Regions from separate parts of the Zea mays genome. Here region 1 is linked to region 2. Evidence: chromatin contacts called from public Hi-C data. All regions are on one chromosome and are shown on one strand. Each heading gives the region's core, a stretch centred on a gene start, on an enhancer-like site or on the middle of the called end of the contact. The rest is flanking DNA. Distances are from core to core; before and after follow the strand shown. Region 1 holds the start of LOC100275901. Region 2 holds the start of LOC100272913 (fructose-bisphosphate aldolase cytoplasmic isozyme).

The links. A called contact is a pair of places that touch in the nucleus more often than the background predicts.
Region 1: a contact with region 2 is called in a Hi-C map of leaf, with 8 times the contacts expected there. The contact joins the promoter of LOC100275901 here to the promoter of LOC100272913 in region 2. A contact is called at or near these places in 4 of 25 Hi-C or Micro-C datasets (leaf and an unstated tissue).

The regions. Positions count from the first base shown.
Region 1 is chr8:169,801,413-169,805,813 of Zm-B73-REFERENCE-NAM-5.0, forward strand. LOC100275901 reads right to left here and starts at 1,301. Exons shown (of 2, transcript NM_001328362.1): 1 at 1,075-1,301. The coding sequence starts at 1,179.
Region 2 is chr8:169,596,543-169,601,513 of Zm-B73-REFERENCE-NAM-5.0, forward strand. LOC100272913 (fructose-bisphosphate aldolase cytoplasmic isozyme) reads right to left here and starts at 1,394. Exons shown (of 2, transcript NM_001147365.2): 1 at 1,325-1,394; 2 at 1-487. The coding sequence starts at 1,352.

The DNA.
Region 1 (4,401 bases), core at 51-2,550, 200 kb after region 2:
TAAACTATAGACGCTGACAGTGCATGTATTTGCACAAATAGACCATGGTGGTTTTGGTGGCCAGGTGTGTTTTGTGTGATGAACTGAGGATGGTGTTCTTGGTTGGAACAGAGCATACAACAAGTGATTCTGTCTGTGTTTAAGTCTAGCACAGCGGAGGTACATAATGCTCCCATGTCTTAGCACCATCTTCGAAGAACAGGGATCCAAAAAAGACTGAACATACTACAGAAATAAAAGCTCTGAATGAACCTTTGGGGTACAATGGGGACCAAAATGCAATCATAGTATCGTACTATCGTAGTGTAATGTTGTGAACACAGACAGTTATTATCACAAATGATGTGTTTTCAAACAGGTTACAAGTTTCCCTGGCAATGTACCTCTCAATCTAAATGGCTTTCGAACTGCAGACCAGGCACTCAGGATTCAGAACAAACCATAATCTTACAACCCGTACGGCCGTACATCATGGGGCAGCTGATGCAATTAAGATTAACTTCCAATTCACATTTTATTGGAGCCATGGAACACTAGAACTATTTTGATACATGTAGACCTGACTGATAACAGAAGCAACACTACAACTACAGCTGCAAAAATTGGGTGCCATAGTTGCAAATTCATTGTATCAAAGCCCTCAACGGTGACATATGCTGTTTCTTTCCTGCAGTATAGTAGTGTACCCATTCTATTGTTTGAAATTTCCATTGTCTTTCATTTGCAGGTTCTTTTATTACACACTAATAGTCTAATGTTCTGGTGCTTAAATTACCACTAGTGTTTTTTGGGAAGATGTAACCTCGGGATTCGTTTTATCACACTCAGCAGTTATAGCATAAGTTCTTTACCGAATCTACAGTACCTTAGGTCAAGTCGGATCCAACAATGTATTCAATGATTCATGTGGTTCGAGCAACTGCTAATCAAATGGCATAGACAAACCAGATCTAACAATCTAAGGTGATAATGGAACCTACAAGCTACACCCGCATAGTAACAAGGAACCGATTTGAATTCACAAGGAGGGAGAAGGGAAGAGATCGCGCCACAGATGCGGCACCCGCAAAGTACCTTCTCGTCCTGGTGAAGGGCGATCCAGACGTGGACCCTGTCCATGGACTGCCAGAAGAGGAACGCCCCGAAGGTCATCGCGAAGTAGGTCGCCACCCGCACCATCTTCTTCCCCTTCTCCGATCTCTCTGGCTGCGCCCCTCTCTCCGGCTCTCTCCTCTCCGCCGCGGATTTGGGGATTTTGCGGTGGCTGAGGCGTCTTCTGGACACGGGCCGGGATTCTCTTTTGGCCTCAGAGGAGTTATCTGGGCTGGACCTTCGTTCCCTTTAGTCTAAATCAGCTGACCATACATTTTTTAATATTAATAATTACCATAAGGCTCCGTTTATTTATTTAGAATTAAATTCTATTCTAATTATTATAATTTAAACAAACTAATTAAATTATATATAATATATTTGTATGTTATCTTAAATCATATATGAAATATAGTTACACACTATATTTATACTATAGAAAAACAACTAGAAAAGTGTTCTATAAGTTATACATTAAAAAAGTAGCATGTAAATTTATAAAAATCAATTTTCATCTCTCACTCTATAAATATGAGTCTTATATATAAAATTTGGAAAGTTGTAGAATGTTATATTCTAAAATAAAAAAATAGACTAATTTATTAGTTAGATTCTAATTTCTTAAAACGAAGGAAAACAAACGGGACCTTAGATGAATGATATAATATATTTCCACAAATGTACTTATTTATATAGAGAATACTGATAATAATTTTTATACACCTAGAAAGTGTGGCAGCCTGCATATTGACATTTATAGGCAATACAAGACATAATCAAGAAAACCAAAATGCGATGAAAATTGTGCTGGAGCACTCACATTGCCATATCAATGGTTGAACCTTTTGCCTCCCTTCATCTTCTTTGTGACTCTTCCACAGTAGACTGAGCAAGTGCAGATAAAGTTCAGAACTCAGTCTGCAGGATCACCAGTACAGTATTGATGTAAACAGAGGCCAAAATGGATTGCACCCCAGTTTGGGTTCTTGCAACCAGAGAGTAAAATACTGATTCCTGAAGCTGGCTTTGGGCATTAGAATTTCAGAATCTGAATTGAAACTCTGATTAGTTACGAGTGTATTCTTTGAAGCACACGCGTGAGAAGCATGCATCTTTGTATTAAATACAGTAGTAAAGCAGAAACAAGTGTCCTGGAGGCTGCGAGCGCGTAGAAGGAACGGCGCAGTGGTTGTGGGATGGGACATGGGAGGGCCGCGGCGGCATTGCCTGGACTGGAGGGCGAGCTGCCCTGGGGCAAGAAGGAGCAAGCGCAGGGAAGACCAGTTTGCTCGTAATGGTGGGGGATCAGGTGGATCCATTCGTGAGAGCCTGGCCTGTGCAATGCTCTACCAATGCACCCCAAGGTTCAATGGCTTCATCACTGGCTGCGTTGACGTCTGCAGGGAGCCAGGGACTGAGGGACAACAGCCTCCAGGTCCAGGAAGGTGATGATACCAACCAGTTCCAACTCATCGGTAACTCTGAACTCTCCTTCCAACTCCAAGTGCGCGTGCCCAATACGCAGTAGGCATGGCTACCCAGAATCTTCACCTTATCAATTGTACTGTCCCATCTGTATGTAGACTTCTATTAATAATAGTATGGTTTCCTCACAAGGTCGAACAGAAACGGCCCAATACCTTTTTAACTTCTGGGCTAGTCCTAGTCCGTGGCGACTGGCGAAATGCAAAATGCTGAGCGAGCCCGTTGCGCTGACACTGCCAGCAATCGCTTCGCGTACAATTTTTTTTTCCAGCAGCCTGCCTGACAGCCTGAGAATTCAGACAACTCCCACAGCGGCAGTATCTCCTCCGCCGGGCAGCTTTTCTAGCGTCAGCCAATGGTTTTCTCCGCGGAATTTTCTGAGAACTAGATCACATCACCAGGACCTCCGTCCGTGCAACAATCAGGATTATGTCGCGTCAAAGCAGAGAGGTGTGTCAGTCAGGTTGCCTCGGCGGCCAATGCCCATCGCAGCACTAGCGCCCCACGCCAAAAGGGCCGAGTCTGTTTTTCCATTGGCAGGGCACCACGAGTGAAAAACCGAGCGGCGGCAATCTTCGGCCAGGTTTCATTCCCGCGAGTGCTGTAGAAAAGAGAGAGATAGAGAGAGAGAGAGAGAGAGAGAGAGAGAGAGAGAGAGCTAGGGTGGGGGATCTGGTGCCTCAATTGATGCGCCGCACGCTTCAAATCCATGCGTAAAATATTAGTATTAATCAGAAGGAACGCCGCGACCTGAAGAATGATGCCCAGCAGGCAGCAACCCCCCTTTCTTTCGTCCTCTCTCAGAAAAGCCCAGCGAGAGACATCTGGTCTGCACCGGGATTCCTCACCCATAGATCTTCATCACCAAATCAGCCTCTACTGAGCAGCGCCCGGGCTGGCTGGCATCTGGCAAGGGGAGCTTGTACGAAACGGGGCTGGGGCGCACAAACGCATCTAACAGCATTCAGTTCATGTTCCACACCAGGCCCCAGGAGAATAAATGAAAGTTGTACTATAGCATGCATGTCTCTCGGTCTCAGCCCAGGTATATAATAATAAGAGCAACTCCAATAGTTATGTAAATTTTAGCTCTCTAAATCACATATTTAAAAAGTTGCTAAATGACTTTTGGAGTAAAAAATGTGAGTTCTCCAATAGTTCTCTAAATATAGGTTGTAATTTTGTTTTGTATTTATCCACATAAAAAATAAGTCACAAAAACTATATAATGCAGTCAACATTTTTGTTTAGGGAGTTGTTAAATGGTTGCCAAATGTAGAGAGAAAATGAGGTTAGATGTATAGATGGCCAAAAAGCACGAGGCCCGTGAGCCCGGCACGAAGCCCGCTTTTTGGGCCCGGTCCGAGCCCGACACGGTAGAATAAGCGGGCGGGCTTGGACAGGAAACTAGGCACGTCGGGCTAGCCCGGCACGGCCCGTTTACCTCTAAGCCCGTTAAGCACGTTTTTTTACACTAAAACGTGCTTACCGACCCGTTTAGCCCGCTTTTCGGCCCGTTTTTTCGTGCTAAACGGGCCGGCCCGGCCCGTTTAGGCCCGCTGCGGGCCGGGCTTGGACAGAAAATTAAGCCCGCTGGCTCAGCAGGCCCGGCCCGGTTTTGGCCGGGCTTCACCGGGCCCGGGCCGGGCCGGCCCGTTTGGCCATCTCTAGTTAGATGACAAGTTGTTAAATTTAGAAAGTTAATTTAGGGAACTGTTGGAGAATAGTTTTCATGTTAAGTACCTAAATTATTGATTTAGAAAGTCTTTTACAGAACTACTGGAGTTGCTCTAATGTACTAATTAACCCTTGCCCCAGAAATGT
Region 2 (4,971 bases), core at 144-2,643:
ATGATGGCGTAGCGAGCCAGACCCTGAGCATTCAGGTCAATGGCAAGCTGTGACGGCTCGTTGGGGCCAATCTTGAGAACAGCACGCCACTTGGCAAAGCGGGCACCGGCCTCGTAGTACTTAGCGCAGCGCTTGCCGAGGTCATCGTGGCCCTGGGTGGTGGTCTCCTTGTCGGTGCCAACAACCTCAATGGTGCCCTTGTCGACCTTGATGCCAGGGAGGACGCCTCCCTCCTTGAGGACATCGACAAAAGGCTTGCCATCCTTGGTCTTCTGGTAGAGGGTCTCCTCGAAGAGGATCACACCGCTGATGTACTGGAGGGCACCAGGGCAGCAGAACAGGAGCTCACGGAGAGCCCGCCGGTTCTCCTCCACGTTCTCGACATTGATGCTGGAAAGGCGCTTGCCAATGGTGCCAGTTGACTCATCAGCAGCAAGGATACCCTTGCCAGGGGTGCCGATGTAGGCAGCATTCTTGATGAGCTCATCTGCAAAACAACAGACACAGATTTAGAGCAAGAACAGTGGGACTTGACAATCAATAAGCATTAGCACGGTTATCTAACTAGTACAGAGGCCGTCCTAATAAATAATACAACAATCACTTTTAAAATGTTAAGTCAGGAAAATCACTACTAGTGATTGCACAGGATATGTCCTCTTTATATATAACTGGATTACCATAAACATCACTACTAAAAGGAACCACATATGACGATTCTACTAGCACGGTAGGTAAGCTTAAAAGGATTTGTAGATCTGACTATCCTAGATGCATGCATATAGCATCTATTCTAGCAGACATGACAGGAAAAATATTTAGAATCAACAAGCAGGTAACATCATTTGAAATACGCACAAAAAAACTAACAACATGATCCACCAGTGCATGCTAGCAGGAGAATTTATCTTTCGTCATGATCCAACGACGTGCCAAACGCCGTGTGCCTCAATCGGAAACAGCATAAACAGAATCATACAGCTATATGGATGGATAAAATCGAAACAAAAATAAGCGAACCCCAAATCAAATTAACCGACCAGAGGCATCACCTGCTGCTCTCTCCTAAACCCTTTTGGCAACCACCAAACCCCTAAAGTCACACACAAGTAGGCACGACCGCAAGAGCCTGTACGGATCTAAAAAAGGATCCGCAAATCCCTTGGGTCTCTCAGAGCTAGACGAATCGTTAACATACTCGTCAAACGCAGGTAGATCTGAGGGCATCAACAACGAACAACTAGTAGATCGTAGATCTACGACACACGAGGCCAAACGACATCACAAGCAGATCAGCAACGAAGGAGGAGACGATGGAACGTACCCGCGTACTTGCCGCAGTAGGCCGACATGATCGATGCTCGGCGGAGGCTTCGAGGATCGCAGGATGTGTTTTGGGGAGGAATGGTAAACAAGGCAAACGGGGAATGCGGAGGACGAGTCGAGGGTGTACTTTTTAAAGACGGGGTTCCCGGGTTTGGGCTTGGGCTTGGCCAAGGGGAAAGAAACCAGACAGAAAATGGGATCTGACCTGCGTGCGCCACCAGATCGAACCTTGTGCGGCGCGAGCGGTGCTGCCCCCGGTTTGTTGACGCGTCTCAAAATATTAGTTGTCTTGTTTTTTTAATATATATATATATGTCTATATTTAAATAGATTGTGGTAAATTTAAAAACATATACATCAAATATCATATAAATTTATTAATTTTTTAAAACGAATTTTATTTTTAAAACAGAGGAACTGCTAATATATTAATTAGTTACATGTGCATTACTATAATTTATATATATCACATGGATAGATATTTTTTAAATGAGATAGTTATTCAATTATATCTAAATTTATAGATTAGTGAGTGAGAATAATGAGGTACGTGGTGGAGTCAGACATAAAAAGATTTTTTTGCTCGCTTTTTTACGCTAGTGAGATAGGGACGATGAGTGAGAGATAATGTACTATAAATGACTAAATAGAATGTGTCTAGCGGACCAGTCTAAGGCATAACCTGTTTAATAGTGACATGGTCTATTCCGTTATGACTTAAAGTGTGCTCATGACGTGCCTAGACCGTCTTCTTAGCCTACAGTGCCAGATCGATCTGGCACGATTTTTTATTTTCTAAATTATTAGAACATATACATTAATGACATATATACTTTATCTAACATAAATCAACAAATGATGTATTGGTTAGAAGGTGGTAGTTTGTTCTTTGTGACCTGGGTTCAATCCCTAGTCACTTGTATTTTTTAGATTTTTGTAGGCATGTGGGAAGAAATTATTTTTGTCAGGTGGGAGACGACATGAAGGGAGAAATTCCCACATATAGAAGTAGAGATAGATATTAAATTTGACAGTTGCAGACAATGTAAATTGCATCGGTGACATCGCCATCGAGTCCTTTTGCGGACAAAATAAGTTTCTAGCTTAGTATATTCGATTTTGATATCTCACAAAAGTAAACTCAACTCGGGATCCAGAACGTCTTCCCCTTTCCCTCGGCTGTTCAACCACGCATCGGTGGCGGTGACGCCTCGTCTTCCACACTCTCATTTATTCCTGTCTCACTTTCTCCAAAGGCATATGGCGGCGAAAAGTCACAACAGTGGTTCGAGGGGCTTGTCAATGGGGGAAGGTGAAGGTGGCGGCGTAGGTGACAGTGGGGTACCACGGTAGCGGATGACAAGTAAGAGGCGATGGCCTGCTCGATGTCCTCTATGGCCACTTGCTCGACAAGATATCCTCTATTGCCACGCGAAAGAATACAAGGTAAAGAACACAGAGACAGGAATAGAGATGGAAAGTTAGGGGTTAATATACGACGACAACGAGAAGTTGGAAGCGCTCGTGATGATTGTATGGTTGTTTACGCACACAAGGAAGCAATAGATAAAGGCTTAATGTATCTTTGTTAGACGAGGAACAATAAGGAAGAAGCGCTCATGGTGGTTGCATGGTTGGTTACACATACTCGTGTTTTATAAGAATCTAGGTGAGGGAGATGGTGACGGAAAAAGAGATGGAAAGTTGGGGGTTAATATACGATGACAACAACGAGGTCATGGTGGTTGCATGGTTGGTTACTCAGACTGTCGCGTTATAAGAATCTAGGTGAGGGAGACTAAAAAAAGATGTAAAGTTTGGAGTTAATATATTACGACAGTAGCGAGGAGGATATCAGTACAGTGACGACAGTTGCACTCGAGCATTGTACTCACCAAACATGTCTAGTGTGAGCTTCGGATATCAATACAGTGACGACTAGTTTTCTGAAACTAGTTATTGGAAAGACATTAGATGTGTCTAGTACAAAGAGTGGGTGCGCATCGAACATGTCTAGTGCACCTCGACTATGTTGAGTGGAGGGGTAACTAATAGTTCGTTTGTTTTGGGCACCGACACTGTAGGAGAGGGTTTGTTTAGAAGCACGCTGTTTTTTTAAACCTTTTCTATATCTAGTTTCTAAAAACTGGTTTATAAAAAACAAAGTTAGATGTAGTGTTTGGGTCTCAGTTTTCTAGTTTTTTATACATAATTACTAGCTTGTCATTGCTCTATTTTAAGGAGTGACAATAGATATATAAATAAATTGCCGGGCCGGGTTCGTTTGGCCCATCGTGCCACCAACCCCCGGTTCCCCAGTGGTCCGCCGGCGATCGAGCCGCCCCACGCGTGACGCGCCGTCGCAATCCACCACGGTCCAATGCCGCCCGCTGCGGTGCGGTGCGGTGCGGATCCCCCCGCGCGTGCGTGCCACCTGCCGCGCCGCAGACCCCGCAGCAGGTCCACCCATGTACAGTACTGTACGGCGGTAACGCCTCCCGAGTCCCGACGGGCCCGGTTTTGTCGCCGGTGGCACGAAAGGCGAGGAGGGTGGCGCGCGTCGTCGCGGCTTCGAGAGTCCGCATTGCGGATGGAGCGCGACGCGAGGCGATACGGGATAGCGGCGCACCAAAACCGTCTGTCGCAAGTGGTTTCCGGAGGCGTCCGTCCCCGTCCACGGTTCCACCACACGTCCACAGACCTAAACCTGGCGCTGGCGAGCCCGGCTCGTTGCCGGGCGACGGCACGGCTCCTTCCTCCCGTCCCGTGCAGTGTGCACGTACGTACAGGTTTAGAGGTGCGGACCAGGGTCCAAAGCATGACGTCGGCTCGCTCAAACCAGGGCACCAGCCACCAGGCAGTGCAGGTCTCTGGTCGCGTGGCGGCATCGCTGCGTCTGTGCACGACGGAGCCCGGACCGCTAGCTGGACCATGACCGTCTCTCGCAAGTGCGACACGGCATCTGGTGCTGGGGCCGTGGAATTCACGTGGCCGTGACACATACCGGAGTGCGGTTCACCGGTCGCCGTCGTGGTTTTCCTTTCTGAACGGAGACGAAAGCCATGGGCAGCTTCCACTTCCAGAGCTGTGACTCGTACTCAAATCCAAGTGTGCGATGCGTGCGCCGGAAAGGCGAGGAGCAGCCTTTATTTTACGTGGCAGCCGCCGTGGGTGACTACTGCCTCTGGGCTCTGGCTGGCTATTGTGGAATATACTTTTGGTCTTCCACGGCTCGCATCGGTGCGCCCGAATTTTTTGCATTTTGGTCCTTCGTCGGAAAAAAATTCAAGTTTGTACCTTAAAAATTTTAATGTCATTTTTGAACTATTTACTGGGCGCCGTAGCCTGTGGCGCCGAGGTAACACAGCTCGACGCCATAGGCTATGGCGCCGAGGTACGTGCTGTGTTGGCACAAACGGACGTCGTGGCACCGACGTGGTACCGAGCTCGACGCCATAGATCTTGGCGCCGAGCTATGTTATGTACAGAAAACTTGTTTAGCTCAGTTGGTAAAATACAAGGCTTTTAAACTTGTGGTCGCGGGTTTGAGCCCCGCGGTGGGTGTTTTTAACCTTTTGTCTTTGTCACTTATTTATTTTTTTGTCCATATTTTTCGTTTATGTCGTTGATTTGTTTGTCCTGATT